Regions from separate parts of the Danio rerio genome. Here region 2 is linked to region 1. The links are chromatin contacts, called in public Micro-C maps. All regions are on one chromosome and are shown on one strand. Each heading gives the region's core, a stretch centred on a gene start, on an enhancer-like site or on the middle of the called end of the contact. The rest is flanking DNA. Distances are from core to core; before and after follow the strand shown. Region 1 holds the start of mpped2a (metallophosphoesterase domain containing 2a). Region 2 holds the start of zdhhc13 (zDHHC palmitoyltransferase 13).

What was found. A called contact is a pair of places that touch in the nucleus more often than the background predicts.
Region 2: a contact with region 1 is called in a Micro-C map of caudal fin, with 6 times the contacts expected there. The contact joins the promoter of zdhhc13 here to the promoter of mpped2a in region 1. A contact is called at or near these places in 2 of 18 Hi-C or Micro-C datasets (caudal fin and an unstated tissue) and 1 of 4 datasets of contacts at active chromatin or transcription factors (caudal fin).

What each region holds. Positions count from the first base shown.
Region 1 is chr7:16,345,689-16,348,840 of GRCz12tu, forward strand. It overlaps mpped2a (metallophosphoesterase domain containing 2a), which reads left to right and starts at 1,653. Exons shown (of 7, transcript NM_001017735.2): 1 at 1,653-2,550. It overlaps LOC137496159 (a long non-coding RNA gene), which reads right to left and starts at 2,913. Exons shown (of 2, transcript XR_011016263.2): 1 at 2,704-2,913; 2 at 1-2,610.
Region 2 is chr7:16,512,929-16,516,184 of GRCz12tu, forward strand. It overlaps zdhhc13 (zDHHC palmitoyltransferase 13), which reads left to right and starts at 1,855. Exons shown (of 17, transcript NM_001008650.3): 1 at 1,855-1,957. The coding sequence starts at 1,934. All of the region lies in intron 2 of LOC141375331 (a long non-coding RNA gene), which reads right to left.

The DNA of each region.
Region 1 (3,152 bases), core at 403-2,902:
TAAATTAATGCAACACCCAAAAACAAAGAACACTGCAAGGAAAAAAGACTGGAGAATAAGCATTAGCAAAGAGGATCTCTTCTCTCCATTTGGGAACGCATTTTATGGCAGACTCTTCCTTGGGAGAGGAGGACTAACACACATTCACACACATATTGTTGTTACATTAGTATTTAAAAAAAATTTATTCATTTTTTGTTATCAATAATAAGTGTCTTATGCTCATCAAGTTGCATTTATTAATCAAAAATAAAATCTTGAGAAATAATAACATGAAAACTATTTGCTTTCTATTTAAATACATTTGTTATATAATTGTTTACTTTGTTTTATTAAATAATTCTTATTCTTAAATAAATATCTTGTGCTCACCAAGCTGCATTTATTTAATCAAAATTTAGATAATAATCAAAATCTTGTGAAAGATTTTAATTTAAAATATTTGAGTCAGTCTGAACCATAGGTCTGAACTCAACATTTTTAATCTGATTAGAAAAGAGGATCTCATCTCTCCATGTGTGAATCATGACACACTCTTCTTTGGGAGGGGAGGAGTACGCACACATGCATACTACAGTTTCATTATTTTTAATTCATTAATTATTATTATTATTATTATTAAGTGTCTTATGCTTACTAAGTTGCATTTATTAGATCAAAAATAAAATCTTGTGAAATATTATAATTAAAAATATGTTTTCTGTCTGAATACATTTTAAAATTTACTTTGTTTTATTAAATAATTAATTATTTTTAAATGAATGTCTTATATTTGATCAAAATCAAAATAATAATTAAAATCATGTGAAACAATTTAATTTAAAATATTTGAGTCAGTCTGAACCATAGGTCTAAACTCAACATTTTTAATCTGATTACTTGGCATGCACAAACATTTCCTGTAAAGTCACGGCATAAACTAAATCAAATGAAAAGAGCATTCGATTCACACTTTTCTTTCAGCAGATTCTCAAGCTCATTTTATCACCAACATACTACTGAAATACCTCTTGAGCTTTTTTGTTACATATTTTCAACCAAAAATGAACCCAGACCTCAATGAACACTCAATAAACTATGTAGAAATCCAATTTACCACAAAAGTGGCCCATTTGACCTGACTTCACCCAGTGTATGAAAGCAAGACCTATTCACTAAATCTTAACACAGAAAACTTTGCAAACATGCACTTGATTTTTGAAAAGAGCAACAAAATCATGAAGCCTCCTTCAAAACGATCACTTCCTCGAGACACTCGCAGGTCTGATTATTAAATCAGTGCAACACCCAAAAACAAAGAACACTGCTAGGAAAAAAGTCTGGAGAATAAGCATTAGCAAAGAGGATCTCTTCTCTCCATGAGTGAATCATGACACACTCTTCTTTGGGAGGGGAGGAGTACGCACACATGCATACTACAGTTTCATTATTTTTAATTAATTATTATTATTATTATTAAGTGTCTTATGCTCACTAAGTTGCATTTATTAGATCAAAAATAAAATCTTGTAAAATATTATAATTAAAAATATGTTTTCTATCTGAATACATTTTAAAATTTACTTTGTTTTATTAAATAATTAATTATTTTTAAATAAATGTATTATGCTCACCAAGCTGCATTTATTTGATCAAAATCAAAATAATAATTAAAATCATGTGAAACAATTTAATTTAAAATAGTTGAGTAAGTCTAAACCATAGGTCTAAACTCAACATTTTTAGTCTGATTACTTGGCATGCACAAACATTTCCTGTACAGTCACAGCATAAACTAAATCAAATGAAAAGAGCATTCGATTCACACTTTTCTTTCAGCAGATTCTCAAGCTCATTTTTATCACCAACATATGAGTAGTGAAATACCTCTTCAGCTTTTTTTTTTTGTTGCATACTTTCAACCTAAAATAATCTTAGACTTCACTGAACACTCAAAAAACTAGAAATCCACTCTGTATTCAATTCCCCCAAAAAGTGGCCCATTTGACCTGACTTCACCCAGTGTATGAAAACAAGACCTATTCAATCAGAAAACTTTGCAAACATGCACTTGATTTTTGACAAAGACCAACCAAATCTTGAAGCCTCCCTAAAACAGAGACACTCGCATGTCTGATTATTAAATCAATGCAACACCCAAAAACAAAGAAAAAAGAGTGGAGAATAAGCATTAGAAAAGAGGATCTCTTCTCTCCACGTGTGAACGCATATCATGGCAGACTCTTCTTTGGGAGGGGAGGAGTAACACACACACACACATTCATACACACGCACATACATACTCGCTCCGCCATGCTAGTACGGAGGCTATGCTCTCGTCGCTGCTCTCTGACCCCAGTGGCAGTCCTTTCTTCCTCGACTGCGGTCTAGACTCACTCCCCCTCTCCGCCAGTCAGTGCGAGATTCGCCGCCTGCCAGCGCTGCTCTTCCCGCCAGCTCGCCGGAGGGTCTCCCAGGGTCGAGGGTCCTGCCCCTGCCCGGCTCCGAGTGCCACCTCTTCGGCTACCGACATCTGCATTCCCCGGCGTGTATGGAGCAACATCTTTAGAGGTGGGCGAGAGGAAAAAGAGGGGGCTTTTCGACCTCTTCTTGTGCGTTTGGAAATGTAGGCTTAGACAGGGAGCGAAAGGGGAGAAAAAAATAAGACACAAAAGGGTTAGAGGTGGCTTGTCATTGAGCGGCGGTGTCAGCGCGGCCACTCACCCGGGGAACGATCACCCTCCGCGGCGTGCGCGCTAGACATTTACGCGCTACTTTTTTGCCTGGTTTTAAAACGACATGTCGGCGATTTTGAGGTGATGGAGGTTGAACTTGATCTCTTGTGCGTTCTCTCGGAAGAGTGTGTGAGTGCCCTCTTGAAACGTGATTTCCAGGCTTTATTTTTTGATCGTTCTTCCCTCGCATTGTTCAGGCGGAAGCAGCGGAGTTGAGCGCAAATAAATATCACGCGGGTTTATGGATGTTAGATATTAAACGGAACGGCAGGTTTTTTACGCAGCTAAAGCTAGTGGGTGCTAGCTAGCTGAGGTGAGGAAAGCGATTTTCTTTTCGTGCAGAATACGAGGAGTAATGAATATTGTTTTGTGCAACAACAAAAAAATGAGCATTTTGTCTATTTATATTAAACTAAACTAGTTTATTGTTTGTTGAGG
Region 2 (3,256 bases), core at 605-3,104, 170 kb after region 1:
GATTATCATTATTATTTTAGTTTTTCTCAGTGACTTTCATAGTAACTTTTTTGTCCCACAATTGTAAGTTGATGGGTATCAGCATTCTTCAAAATATCTTCTTTTGTGATCAACAGATGAATCAAACCGTTTAAAACCATGTGAGGGAGAATAAATGAATTATGGGTGTATTATCCATTTAATTTGAAATCTTAGTTTTTAATTTATATAGTTTACACAAAAACTAAAATGTACACACTGTTTAATCACCCTCCATTGGATTCAAGCATTTTAATCTATTAACCATTAACATTCATAGTAAGGAAAACAATTACTATGGAACAAATATTTAGAAGTATTCCCATTATATCTGGCTTGAAGCGTGTGCTCATATAAATGCAGATTATCGTTATTACTTTAGTTTTTCTCAGTGACTTCCATAGTAACTTTTTTGTCCTACAATGGCAGTCGGTGGGTATCAGCATTCTTCAAATTATCTTCTTTTAAGATCAGCAGAAAAATGAAACTTATAGAAGTTTAAAACCATGTGAGGAAGAATAAACATTTTTTTTGGGTGTACTATCCATTTAATTTGAAATATTAGTTTATTATTTCTATAGTTTCAACCAAAAAAATAAAAAATAAATGTACACACTACTGAATCACCCTCAATTGGATTCAAACCTTTTAGTTTTATTTATTAATCATTAACATCCATAGTAGGAAAACAAATACTATGAAACAAATATTCCCAATATATCTGACTAGAAGAAGCGTGTGCTAAAATAAATGCAAATTATCTTTATTATTCAATTATTTTTTCAGTGACTTCCATAGTAACTTTTTTTGTCCTACAATTGTAAGTCGATGGGTATCAGCATTCTTCAAAATATCTTCTTTTGTGATCAACAGAAGAAAGAAACTCATAGAAGTTTAAAATGTGAGGAAGAATAAATGAATGGGTGTATTATCCATTTAATTTGAAATATTAGTTTTAAATTGATATAGTTTTCACAAAAACAGAAATGTACACACTGTTTAATCACCCTCCATTGTTTTAAAACCTATTAATATATTAACCATTAACATTCATAGTATGAAAAACAATTACTATGGAAAAATATTTAGAAATATTCCTACAATATCTGGCTTGAATCGTGTGCTAAAATAAATGCAGATTATCGTTATTATTTTAGTTTTTCTTAGTGACTTCCATCGTAACCTTTTTGACCTACAGTGGAAGTTGATGGGTATCAGCATTCTTCAAACAATCTTCTTTTAAGATCAACAGAAAAATGAAACGTATAGAAGTTTAAAACCATGTGAGAAAGAAAAAATGAGGTTATTAGAGTTTTTGGGTGTATTATTCATTTAATTTGAAATATTGGCTTTTTATTCATATAGTTTACACCAAAATAAAAACGTGCACACTGTTTATTCCCCCTCCATTGGATTCAACCTTTCTGTTTTATTTTTCTATTGAACACAAATAAAAAAACGCAGATATTCTAAAGAAAGCTAAACAATTATTGCCCATTAACATTCATAGTAGGAAACACAAATACTATGGAAGAAATTTTTAGAAATATTCCCAGTATGTCTGGTTAGAAGAAGCGTGTGCTAAAATCCTTAGCTCCAGGAAATCAGGAAATCTCATGAAATCTCATGAATGTTCATGTGTATGTGAAACCGAAAATCTAGAATAAATTAATCATCTGGACATAAATCATAAATAAATGCAGATTATCATTAGCATTCGCGCTTGAGTGCAAGTATGTCAGGAAATGCAAATAAGGTAACCCTCAGCGTCACTGAGACGAAGCGGCCAATCAGAACGCAGACTTTTTTGTCACTCGTATCCAGGAAGTGGAAGATGCACCGACCGCACACCCGACTTCAGTTTCTGTCAGAGTAAATCTTGATGGTAAATCACGGATAACCTCGTACAGAAGTGATGGACTGGTCAGAAGGAGACGGAGTAAGGGGGAAAATCATTTATGTGCTCTTTTGTTTTGTCTTTTAATGGATTTATAAGACCGGTTAAGCTAACTTAGCATCTATTGCTAACTGATCACCTGTGTGTAACGTTACGTTTATTAATGGGGGTCTAAATCCTGTTTTTAGATCACTGGACGATTCAGAGTTTAAACCATCACTAGAACAAACAATTTGTTTACCTGAAGCATACACTAAATTATATTTCTGACAATTGTGCTCTCAAATTAATAATTGCTAAATTTAAAGTGTCATACTCCAAGACAAACACGTAACTTAATTGTAATTAAAATACCTATCTGACATAAAGCCTGTTACCTGCTAGTCTTGAAAATATTTAATTTTACTCTCTTATGGACACAGCCATGTTGAAACCACATGACTAGCCTTATCATATTCTGTCCTCAGGTTTGATAGTTTATGAGTTGAACACACTTGAATGTAACGTTACTTCTGTATGCCCATAGCCAGTCTATTAAAATGGGTGGTTCTTTTTTTTCTCAAAAAGTGGACCTTTTCGCAGTCATTCGCCTCATTTTCTATTAATAATTATGAGGTCTAAGTTACAATCTAATTATGAGGTTCAAATGCTGCATTTTAGTGACCTTTTAAGCACTAAATTTAGCTTGTTGGATGGTTGTCATTAGCCCACTTTTTGATGCAACAAAAATATTTCCGACAAGTGCTTACCATACTAGTTTATGTTTACTAAAAATTGTTTTAATTTACAAATGTGCATTAGGTGTTACAGTTTTAAAAGTAATGTAATGAGATTAGGCATGGGACGATAACCGTTTTCAAGGTATACCACGGTTTGAAAAAGGTTCCTTAGGTATGTGTAAGTTTTTTTTATTTACATTTTTTTGTGGTTGTTTTTTTAGGACAACAATATCTCCAGCAGGAAAAAAAACCATATATATATATATATATATATATATATATATATATATATATATATATATATATATATATGTATATGTATATATATATATATATATATATATATATATATATATATATATATATATATGTATATATATATATATATATATATATATATATATATGTATATATGTATATATGTATATGGGTCAATGACGTGACGCTCATTTTTTTGTGTCCATGTCTTTTAAATAAATTCAAGTAGGTTACAGTTTCAAAATAAATAAGCAAATTACTTGCATACATTCTCTATTTTGAGGACCAAGTTTAATTTTTTGGTTTTAATCCATTTTAAGAAAATTTTTAGGGGATTATTGCAAGAATGTCAATGTGGTGTAAC